2 separate regions of the Mus musculus genome follow, and region 1 is linked to region 2. A link is a contact called in public HiCAR-type data. All regions are on one chromosome and are shown on one strand. Each heading gives the region's core, a stretch centred on a gene start, on an enhancer-like site or on the middle of the called end of the contact. The rest is flanking DNA. Distances are from core to core; before and after follow the strand shown.

Region 1 (6,078 bases), core at 2,762-5,261, 560 kb before region 2:
GAACTTTTGGCAGCCAGTTGTTGGTTATTGATCCTCCAACACTCCTTTCTAAACCATCCCTGAGCAGCTGGTACAGTTGCATAAGGCAGCTCCCAGAACAAACCCTTTATCTGATCAACACGCACAGTAGTTCTGCACTCCCACAGCCTGGCAGCACAGTCCCCTGAGCAGGGTTTGCAGGGTGTTGGCTGTTGAGCAACTGTGGGAGGGAAGGAAATTACTGCTGGACACTATCTGTGTTTCTGTGGAGTGCTCATTTCCTCTGAGTGAAAGCCGGGATGGCTTTGGGTGGCTCTCGGTGCTTCTGGCATGGCAAAGAAAAACAACCATCTCCTTTCCAGGCTTTCGGCTTCATCGTTCTTAATTAAAACAAACAAACACACACACACACACACACACACACACACACACACACACAAAATCAAGTTGCAAGATGTTTATTTTGTAATTAACAAGGAAAAGAACTCTTATTTTGAAAGTTTGGCTTGCGACACTTTCTAGTTGTGTTGGTTCTTGGAAGAAAATGTTCTTGTGTTAGTTCTTGGCTTTGAATTTTTCCTCAGTTTTGAAAAAGAAAACTGATGTTGCCTGGCACATATATTTATATGGGTTTAAGTGTTTCAGACTGTTAGGGGATGGAGATTGATCCAGCCTAGTGCCAATGAATACATGCTATAGTATGGCGTTCGGTCAGCTCAGTCTGTGGTTCTGTCTGAGAACCCAGGGACCTTTGCACCTATTTCACTGTTAGTTACCAGACCTGAGACTTGTGGGAGCCACGCTTTTCAGGAGCATATCGCCCTCTCCTGGTCAATATATAGTACTACAAGAAACAAACAAAAAAAGACCTGGAACACGACTGCAGGGTCTCTTCATGTAGCCTTGGCTGTCATACAACTCTGTAGACCAGGCTGGCATCAAACTCACAGAGGCCCTTCAGCCTTTGCCTCCTGAGAGCTGGGATTAAAGGCATGCACTGTTAACCCTGCATTAGGAGGGACCTCTTTCTTTACAAGTCCTGAGTGTTTTTTAAAAAACACTTCAGCATTCTGAACACATCTCTTTCTGCACAGAGAACTGGTTCTGACTAGAGGATTGTATTCTTCAGACTAGGGTCCCCATTTGTATTTTTAAAAGTCTTCTGCATTTTCTGAGACCATGTAGGAAGGCTTAATCAGCACAACCTAGACTTTCATTTCCTGCTCTGAGCAATCTTCTGTCCTCGCCTTGCTTGGATCTAACTCGGCCTTCTCCACCCAGCCCTGTTACACATTCGGATTCCTGGAGCAGCAGAAACACAGCCGCCCACACTCCGCTCTTGTACAACTTTGAATCGGTCTTGACTGGGCGCAGGTGATTTTAAAGTTCCTGGGGTGATTCCACTGTGCCACTCGGTGGAGACCCACTAAGCAAATAATCCCCAATGCAGCCCACGTGCCCATCCTCTTGTGGAGGTGCTGAGAATTCAAGGGTAAACGTGGGACTCTGTAACACAGATCGATCCTTCGCTATCACCACAGGAGCCATACACGTGGTGCCCTCTAACTCCGAAGAATAAATATGGAGTCTCAGAATAAACATTTATCCAAACACATCACTGCTGTCTTTTCCTCAATGGAAAAGGCTCCTTTATTCCATTATCTTATCCCAGTTGGAACTTGCAACCAAATGTATCTGTGGTGACGAATACACAGAGGGACGTTTTCCTGATTAAAGTCTAAGATCAGACACAGATGGCAGCCTTTAAATGTCCGCTTCCCCACAGTCTCCAGAACCTACACACATGCAGCTCTGCGTAGTGTCTTAGTTTCTTTCTCTGTTTCTGTGATAAAGAAAGGTGACAAAGAAAGCTTGTGGAATGAAAAGCTTAGTTTTGGCTCATAGTTCAGGGCACAGTCCATCTCTTCAGAGAAGCTGTGGCCATAAACGCTTGAGACAGCTGGTCAGAGTGCATCCACAGTCAGGAAGTGGACAGCAACGGGTGCCTGCTTCTGCTCAGTTCCCTTCTCTGTGGACACAGGCCAAGGTCACAGCCAGGGAATGGTGTTGCCCGAAAAGGATGGGTCTTCCTAGTTCAGTTAATGTAACCAAGATAATGCTCTCCAGGCCCACCCAGGGCACCTCCTGGGTGACTCTAGACGCCATGTAGATAGTGTCACTCCAGGGAAAGGGGACTTTTCGAGAGTGATCATCCAAACGAGGGTCCTGAGATGAGGAGATCATTCTAGAGCATCTAAGAGTCTCCCACAAAGCACAGGAGTGTGATAAGATGTGAGAGAAAGTCTGAGAAGATTCTGGCATGGAGGCGAAATCCAGGGAAGAGAAAAGGCATCGAATGGAGGAATGGCCACAGCAGGGGGACAGAGGTGGCTTTAGAAGCTGAGTAAGGTAGGGAGTTTCTGAAGAGCCTCGAAAAGCAATGTAGCACTTGGATTTTAGCAGGGTGATAACACTGTGCGCCTTCCTGGCATGTAAAATGACTAAATATAATCTTTGATTTATGGTCACTCCCATTAAGTATCAAGATATTGCTGGGATATAAAAGTATCATCTATGAAGATGTTCAGTCTTCACTGTGTCAAGTCCGCAGACATGGGGACAAGGATTCAGAGAGCACAGGCAACTCACAGTCCATTTCCTTAATCTCCTCAGAGGAAGAAAAAAAGCTGCCTTCACAGTCCTTACATTTTCCCCATTGATCAGAAGCCATAATTCGTGAAGAAGAAAAGATAAATTAGAATACAATCAATAAACTCTCAAGTTGTTTGATACACCAACCGGGGAAGAATAAATTGTAAGAATAGAATTATCATTTAAATTACCCAATGATTTGGCACAGTGCATGGGCATATATGAAGATATTATGGACTTAGCCACTGACAAATTGATTAATGTATCCCCAATTTACAGAATATTTATAGTCAGTCACTGCACAAGTAAATGTTAAATAGCTAAAGATGATTGGCAGCCCTGGGGATGGCTGAGCTCACCCTGCCCTGGTGTGTGGCCTGTGTGTGTATATGTGCACAGGCCCATGCATTCACAAACATGAGTGTGCAAACACTTAACATGCACTTGCACATGGAGACCAGAGGTCAGCCTCAGGTGACATACCTTAAGAGCCAATCATCTTGATTTTTTTTTGAGAGGACTCTCATTAAAGCCCATGAATAGCCCAGGCTGGCAGACTGGTCAGGGGGACCACTGAGACCCAGCTATCTCCTACTAGCCAGAACTTGGATTACCACATGCCAGCATGCTTGGCTTTTTATGTGGGTTCTGGGGTGACTTCAGGACCTTATGCTTGCAATGCAGGTCCTTTACCAACTGAGCTATCTCTCCAGCCTTCTTATAATCCTTAAATGAAAGGAATATGAGGTTTCCTTAAGCCAGGCAATACTCCTATACATCTATTTGACATTGCCGGGGGCTGGGGGCGGGAGGACGACTTAGATGTAATTCTTGAACAGACAACACCCTACAGGGTCATCTGGTGGGTTGGATGATACTAGAATTTGTAGAACAGTGTTTAAAAGAAGTCACCTTGGCTATATGACTGGAGTTGAGAGAGAGAGAGAGAGATAGAGAGAGAGAGAGAAGCTCTGTGAAAGAATGTTCCATATATGGGTGTATCATCATTTTCACATGTCATGATAAGTCAAGGAACCCTTATAAGTGGGTGTAAGCATTCACTCTGAATAATAACTCGGCAGGATTATAGCTTAGAGTAGACTTGTCAGCCATTATTTGCTAACTTGTGGATTCAGATTTTAAACACCTCCCCTGCAGCCCTAAACTAATAAATTAATGCGCGTGGCACTTAATATATTTGTTTCTGCCTTTTAAATTTCTACTTAGTTGAGGGAATGGGATGTATGTTTTTTAAAAGGGGTGAATGTGCGCGATGCTGGCTAGAGGCCGAACCGCCATGAGAGCCTCCCGCCTGCAGGGGGCGCGCCGCCGCGGGGTGCGAGGCCGCTCTGCCCTCGCGAGCTCCACCTCTGTGGTCGTCCGCGCCCCGCCTGTCGCCGCTGGAGAGGAGGAGCTGCTGCCATCACTGCTGCCGCGGGCGCAGGTACCAGGGCCGGGGCCGTGGGCAGCAGCTGGGCGGGAGCCGGTGACAGCTCCTCTGAGGGCCGTGGAGCCCGGCGCGGGTCCGAGCGGCTTCCGCGCGGGCGATGCTGGCAGGAGGGCCCGGGTCAGGCCTGGGAGCTTGCGCGGATGATGCCCGCGGGTATTCGCGGGTCTCAGGCAGCCCACGCCCCAGCCCGATGGCGGCGTCCTTCCCAGGCAGGGATTCAAAGCATAGCTAGGAATTGTCAACACCTTAGCGGTTCACGAGGAGACCGAAGCCCGGGCGTGCGTGGGCGCTGTGGAGGTGCGTGTGATCTGTCCGGACTGTCACACTGCCCAGGGTATCCGCGGAGAGAAAAGATTTGCACACTTTGCGCTTAGGCCTCAGGTGATCATGAACTTTCACACTTGACACGCGTCGTTAAAACGCAGTTGCTTCCTCTCCGGATTTCCCAACAACCGTCTTAGGGAGAAGACATTTATTTTAACAGCGTTCCACAGACTCTAGAATTGGCTGCGGAATGTAATAAGTGTGTGTTATTGAAGAGTAAATAACACTGCCCACTCTTCAGAACGTGGCATTAGTACTTAGGCGCTTCCCAAGGTGCCATCAGTGGTGTGGTGATTTTTCATGTTACAGTAACAGCTGGCTATCTTCATGTCAGATATTGTGCCTAATGGTCCTTTTTAAAATCTTTGCAACAACCCTGACAAGTACCATCTCTGATTTGCAGATAAAGAAGCTGAGGCACAGAGTCTTAAGTCAACCTGTCCAAGCCCAGACAGTTGGCAGACTAAGTGGGACCGGAGACGCCCAAGACTTCACGCCAGCATCCCTTTACCTTGCAAAGGTAGTAGTGTTCCTTAAGATTTTTGTTTATTGATAGAATTCGTAGCCTGAACTGGTTTCTCTTAGACTTATGCTTATGGAGTATGCAAGAGCCTGTGCCACTGTCCTTTTAGTTTCAAGGGAGTTTAATGAGAAATGCATTTGTTCTTTAAGCCTTGTAGTGATAATAAAGTTAAATGTCCTGGATTCTTACTGTTTCAGCATAGGTTGATTTGATGGAGGAGTGCGTCTGTGATTGTCTATCCACATTAGCTGTGTGTTGGTTAGTTGTATTTTCACAGCAGTTCTAGTGAGTGTACCTTGCACACATAGCATTCTGCCAAGCAGAAAGATTCCCCGACTCCTACAAGAAGCTAGTGTCTCACAGGATACCAGAGAGACGTGGGAGAGAACTGCTACGTGGTGAGGAACGAAGGATACACAGCACAACCTGTAAGCAAACTGAGCTAGTGACTGCAGGATCAAGGGTTTGCACTGTGAGACTGGGGATGTGATTTCCCAGTCCCAGAGACTGGGGCGTTAGAGTCTAACTAAGTTCCTTTACTATTGCGGAGACAAAGACAGAGGACTCCAGTCTGTCACCATGGAGAAGTGATGGTGACAGGGACTTGAGGCAGCTAGTCGGATTGCAGCTTTGCAGGTCACAAATCCCCCGTAGGCGTGTCCATAGGCCAACCTAACCTAGACACTTCCTCTGACACTCCCTTCCCGGGGCTTTCTCCTTCTGACAACCAAAGCTAACCACCACCGAGTCCCAATTTGCTTAGCTGTATTAGGATTTAATGTGTTAGGATTTCATACACTAGGATTTAATTCATTAGGATTTAAGAGTTGTGTTGTCCAGAGCTGCATGAGATGTGTCAGCACAAGCCTTTAATCCTAGTACGAGGGAGGTAGAGGCAGGCAGATCTCTGAAACTTAGAGGCTAGCCTGGTCTACATAGAGGACAGCCAGAGCTGTTACACAGAGAAACCCTGGCTCATACTGCCCCTCCCACCCCATAAAGAGTTGCGTTGCCAGGGTTCATACAGCTGACCCACAGCCTGATTTTCATGGTGGGGCAATTCTAAGAACCAGGGGTAACCTAAGTCCTTGATCTAATGGAGTTAATGTCCCCTGCAGGAAGATGGGGATAATAAAGTGATCTGCTTAAA
Region 2 (5,781 bases), core at 1,078-3,577:
CCTGAGCTTGTGGTCCTAGCCAGATCCTTGACAAAGCATCAAGATCCTAGCACGGTGGGGGATGGGTTTCCTCCCTTTTAAAGTTCAGACTCAAAAGCAAACATTGGGCCTTGATCAGAAACTTGCCTTGGTCTCATTATTCTTTTGCCTTCCATCCCATACAGCCCCACCTTTCTTTCAGGAACCCAGTTCTCAGTAGCCACTGGTGGCTACAGCAGCTCTTAAGTAGCCTCTTTTTCCTGAGCTGCTCTCCAGTCTTTGACTCATTCTGTCAAATCTTTCTCTGAGTTGGCACTTTGTCTGCCCTTCAATTAGACTTCACTTTCAAACATGGCTGCTTCCTTCTACAAATGATCTGAGACTAGATCTTTTGGGTTCAGACTCCATCTTAGAGAACCTAAGCTAAGGTTGAACTCAAATTAACTAACAGGCCAGTACCTAGCATCAGTTTCCAGATTACACTCAACAACAAGATCTTCCACTAACACCAGTTTCCAGGTTCCTGCCCCTGACACTTCACTTCCTAACAACCACTGATCCGGAGGAAAGCAGAAGTTACGTTTGTGGTTTGGCTCTGAACAATTATGTTAAAGGCCATAATGGCCCCCTAGCCAGGTGTGTACCAAGCTAGATAAACCCCCCCCCTTTTGCCTCTATAAATGCTTGCCTGAAACTGGGCTTTGGGCCCCCTCCCATTCTCCTGCATCAGAGAAGGTGGTATGTATAGCCCAAGCTCAAGCTTGAATAAAGGGACCTTAATGTAATTGCATCGGAATCAGCTCCTTGGTGGTCTTTTGGGGGTTCATGAATGATTCCTGGCACAGCAGAACCTTACCTTCATTGTTAGGGACTAAAGGTGTTCACTAAGGGCGAGTCTGTTTTTTTCCAGCCAAATCATACTGTAATCTAGGGTGTCTACATTTGGCTGGATCATATACGTCTCAGTCTCCTTGTTGCTGGATTAAAATTCCCCTACATTGTATCAGTTCAAAGAACGCTCAGACTGTTCACTGTCATATAAAATCTGCTTGAAGGCTAAAGTTGTATTCTAAGTTTAAATTACTGGGCTTAAGAGATCTATCAATCAAACATGCCTCTAACCTGTAAGCCTCACTTGCCCAAGGGCAGATAATCTCTGGAGTGCTGGGGGCTGTTACTTATGTAAGATAGTGAACTATGGTGTTTTCTCTTCTGTAAACAACCTCACTTGCCCCAACTTTACAGGATAAGCTTGATCACACACAGGTGGAGGTAGGCTGGAGGTTCATAAGGAAATACATTGGGATCTAAGCGTGCCCCTGATTGGACGAAGGTGGGAAGTACTGACCCTTTGGGGGTTGCCTTTATAAGCCTCTGACTGAGTTGTAATGTGGCGATGTATTTTGGGATTCCTAGGTATGCACCTGACAGTGTCCACTGAACTGGCCAATGCTTAATAAAGCTTGTTTTAAATTTGGTTCAAAACTTACAGTAGCCGTTTTCACTATTCTCACCGGGTGGGATTAACCGTAGCCCTGGTACTCTGATCCCGTGAACCTTTCTTTGTAACCATGGGTTCAGTTCAGTGGTTTCACACCTTCAGTTATTCTCCATATAGTGTGATGGTGCATGTGTCACTGCTCAAGCAGGGTTCCTAAGCCCTCTCAAACCCTGCATATATATAAAGTAGGCTTACTCAGCTGACTTAAGTAACACCTGTGAATCTAGTTGATGTCACTGAAGTAAGATAAACGTCCCAAGGCACGAAAAGTCATCTTTAGTCGGCTTTCCAAAAACATCCCTGTTGTTCCCGTTCACACGTTATTTTTTATTAAGAACCCGACACAAATACCCATTACGATTTGTTAAGCAGATCATTGAGTCTGGCAGTGGAGTGGGATCACATCTCTAGTTTGTTCCACAGCATCGGTTCTAAAATTACATGTTAAACTCTGAAATTGGCCTTTCTCGCTCTTTGCCAAAAACCAAGCGTTTATTGTGCCGAGGTAGTTGTAATGAAAATGCTTATTCATGTGGTTTGGGCAATCCTTTGACACAAATGTCATGTCCCCCAAGATATGCCTTTTCTCAAGGTTGGGCATTTAGAAAAAAAAAGCTCTCAGATGATGTAGTGCCTTTATAGAGTATATTATTTTTTCCCCACATGTGAAATATATACGAATTCCTTAATAAGTTCACAACACCGGACAAGATTAATATTTGTAATTTACTGAAGAAACCTTTGTAGGTAGTCAGGACTCGTTTTCAAGGTCCTGTTTAGGGAAAAAAAAAAAAAAAAAAGACATAGTGTAACTGGCATAAATTTCAGCTGTGACCGGCTGGATGCGCGCTTGAATACTTTTGGACTCCTTAGGCCACCGTCGCCGGGTCCTCCATCGACTCTTGCGCATGCGTGCTGCTGGAAGGCTCTCCGTTTCTCCGAGAACCGGGAAGGACGTTGGTGTAGAGGTGAGAATGGTGGAGAGAGAGAGGAGATTCTGGGGTTTGACAACTGCGGGTTTCTCGGCTTCTCGTGGGGGCGGCGAACTAGGATGTCTTGCACGTCACAGCCCAGTGGAGCCTCGGGCCTGCCTTCCTCGTGGGCGCGTTGCCCCCGCCGCGTCCTCAGGAGGCTGCGGGCCTGACCGGCCTGAACTCGGGCGGCCCCGCCATCTCCCCGCGTGCGCTCTTAGGGCTCCGGAGGAGCTCTGCGGAGCCTCAGGGTCTCGCTGGTGGCCGGCCGGGCCCGTTTCCCCTTGTATTTTGCCGCGGCCAGGTTGACCTTGATTGGGTCGTTTGACCTGCGGGGGCTGGTGCTCCAGTTGGATAAGGGGTGCGACCTTGGAGGGGACTCAGGCACCGAGGGGCCCCGGTGGTCGGCCTGGTGTGGGAGTAGAATTGGGAAGCTGGAGGGTCCCCGATCTGTCGCGCCTGCTCCACCGGCCCTCGGGGCGCTTGCTGGGCTCTAGTCCCACAGCTTCAGTGACCTGAGTTCTCCCCGAAGGCTTTTCTTCCTAAGGGTGAATTCTGAAAAGGCAACAGCTAGGTCGCATCTGCCTTTCTGTGGATGGGGGACACTTTTGTCATGGTTTTTGCTCATCGGTTTGTTGCTGGTTACCGCCTTGTTGCGGGTAGTGGAAATGCGTAGGAGAGGAGCGGGCAAAGATGAAGTTGCCAAAGTCATTGACCTTGCAGGAGGGGTTAGGCCGCGATTGTAGATACTAAACTACGTTGTGCATGTAGAGTTCATTCAATCACTTAACCTGTTACAAGCCTTTTTTTTTTCCCCTCCTTGTTTTACTCGCAAAGGACATTGGCTACCATGAGTTCCGGTGCGCTGTTGCCCAAACCACAGATGCGTGGTCTTCTGGCCAAGCGTCTGCGGGTTCATATTGCTGGCGCATTCATTGTGGCCCTGGGAGTTGCCGCTGCCTATAAGGTATGTGCTTTAGGTCACAAGCTGTTCGTTTAAAACATTATTTTTTAAACCTAGTTAAGAGCTGTTTAAAAAAGAAACTCTATCTTCAAGATATTTCCCTCATTTACCTTCCAAAGGCTTCAACGTAACAGAAACCCTATCTTCAAATGAAAATGCGCCACAGTCATTACAGGTTCCCTCTTCCCAGGTATCAAGGTAAAGCTGACAACCAAGAAATCTGATGTTATAATTTACTCTAAGTCTGGAGATCTGAGCACCAAGGGAATGTTGGTATACTACCCAATACAGAAGCCTTGAGGGGAAAGTGTTAGCAGTTTTAACTGCTTATCCCAGTGTCCTGGTACAAGTCCCAGGGTTGGAAGTCTAGGAGGTTTGGTGTCTGTTGGGAAAAGAAGATGGGTGTACCTAGCTCAAGAAGATTGAAAATGTGTCTTGGGGTTAACCTTTTTTTATTTGGTCCTTTTATGCATTGGGTGACCTGTTTACACTCTGAAGTGGATCACTGTTGGCCAAGTTTCTTCCAAAACCAGCCTCATAAAACTCTAGCTGTCTGAACATCATTTAGCCCTGTCATGTAGATGCTAACTTAACTATTATATATAGTGTGGGCTTCAACAGACTTTAGAGAGTGGCACTGAGGAACCTCCCTTTGGTTCTTTTATTGGATGACATTGGGATTTGAAAAGGAGGAGGAACAGTAAATTTACTTCTGTGTTGCTTCATTAGATAGCAGGATTCTGTGCATTTCTGTAGCCCCTCACCTGTGGACTAGTACGCACAGGTGTACTGTGTTCTGTGCACGATGAGTGAACCTGGGAAGATGAGCTAAACCGTGTTTTATATTCCAGACGTGGATTTGGATCACCAAATGCCAGCCGTAGCTGTGGCTATTGCTTAACCTTTGATCTATTGCTTTAACTCCACCTGGTCTCTCAAATACCATTCCTTCCCTCTGTGCTGACCATTCTGTATGTAAGACACAGCCACATGAACATAGCTCTTCCTGATCTTTTTCTTTGTGTTAGCAGTTTTATTAATAAAGGCCTTCCTTTCAAGTAATCAGCCATCATTTTGGATTCCATTCCCTAATTTGCAAAATGACTCAGTTCTTGTTTAAGTGTAAATTCCCTATAACTTTCTGGCATTTTCTTATATCTTTTAAATTTGCTTTAAACTTCTTTAAAATTCACAGTCTGCTTAAGTTGAGCCGGGATATGTTACCATGTTAACATTTCGACTGGCAATATTTATGGTTTGCTAGAAGGAAGGCTATTAGTTTATTTTGTACTATCTTTAACTTTTTGGGGGGGACGACGACGGCAGGGTTTCTTATGTTCTCTTCAAACACACCAGAAGAGGGCATCAGATCTCATTACTGATGGTTGTGAGCCACCATGTGGTTACTGGGAATTGAACTCAGGACCTCTGGAAGAAGAGTTAGTGCTCTTAACCACTGAGCCATCTCTCCAGCCCCAACTTAACACTCTTTCTACCAAACACATACACAAATGTGGACTACAACCCTACCCCAGAATAGGGTTGTCTGTCTCTAGGGTAGTAGGGAGCTTTTTGCTGTATAGTTGCCACAAGACTCTTCCTTTCATGGTGTCCCCCCTCCTTGTCTAGGAAATAAGAGGGCTCAGTAAAGACTGAGTACAAGTATCTTCTTAGTTTATTTTGTTTTTATGCATTTCTAATAATCTGAAAAGAAAGTTCTGTAACGGGCTATGCTACCTTTTAGTTTGGCGTGGCTGAGCCAAGAAAGAAGGCGTATGCAGAATTCTACAGAAATTATGATTCCATGAAAGATTTCGAAGAGATGAGGAAGGCTGGTATCTTTCAGAGTGCCAAGTGATTTCAGAATGCAAAGGTAATTACAGTTACTTTTTAGTTGTGTCTAAGAAATGTTTAACTAGTGAATTATCTTAACTGTACAGTTCTTATAAAACTGCTACTGTCTAGGAAAGAGCCGCCATGCTTTTCTTCCAGACTGACAAGTAGTTCTTTTTATGAATTAAACTACATTATTTGCTTTTCTTCTTCCCCTTTTTCTCCTTCTATGCATGGGATACATGTCAGAAAAACTTTGGAATTGCTTTTCTTTCCACCCATTATATGGGTTTGTTCCAGGGAACAAACTTGGGTTGGCAGATTAAGGCGGTGAGTGCTTTTACCCATCTAGTCGCCTTGCTGGCCCTTTGTCAGTTATTTCAGTTAGTACAGTGTTTTACTGTTGAGGCCGGCCAGCGGCTCACATGTCCGGGTTCGAGCCTGGAAAGCATCTTGAAATCTGGAAGAAAAGAGGGAATGTAGGCGGCTTGATGGAGCTAAGTCAAGAGATTCTGATCAATTTTAATATTCAG

What was found. HiCAR-type assays count read pairs that join an accessible place to other places.
Region 1: a HiCAR-type map of astrocytes shows a contact between it and region 2, with 2.7 times the contacts expected there. The contact joins the promoter of Ankrd46 here to the promoter of Cox6c in region 2. A contact is called at or near these places in 4 of 39 promoter capture datasets (the 3T3-L1 cell line, hippocampal neurons, liver and 1 more), 1 of 484 Hi-C or Micro-C datasets (granulocyte-monocyte progenitors), 1 of 115 datasets of contacts at active chromatin or transcription factors (astrocytes) and 1 of 9 other capture datasets (adipose tissue).

The regions. Positions count from the first base shown.
Region 1 is chr15:36,494,724-36,500,801 of GRCm38.p6, reverse strand. Ankrd46 (ankyrin repeat domain 46) reads left to right here and starts at 4,011. Exons shown (of 5, transcript NM_175134.4): 1 at 4,011-4,075; 2 at 4,809-4,925.
Region 2 is chr15:35,934,792-35,940,572 of GRCm38.p6, reverse strand. It overlaps Cox6c (cytochrome c oxidase subunit 6C), which reads left to right and starts at 2,327. Exons shown (of 4, transcript NM_053071.2): 1 at 2,327-2,448; 2 at 3,289-3,418; 3 at 5,160-5,288. The coding sequence starts at 3,302. The coding sequence ends at 5,273.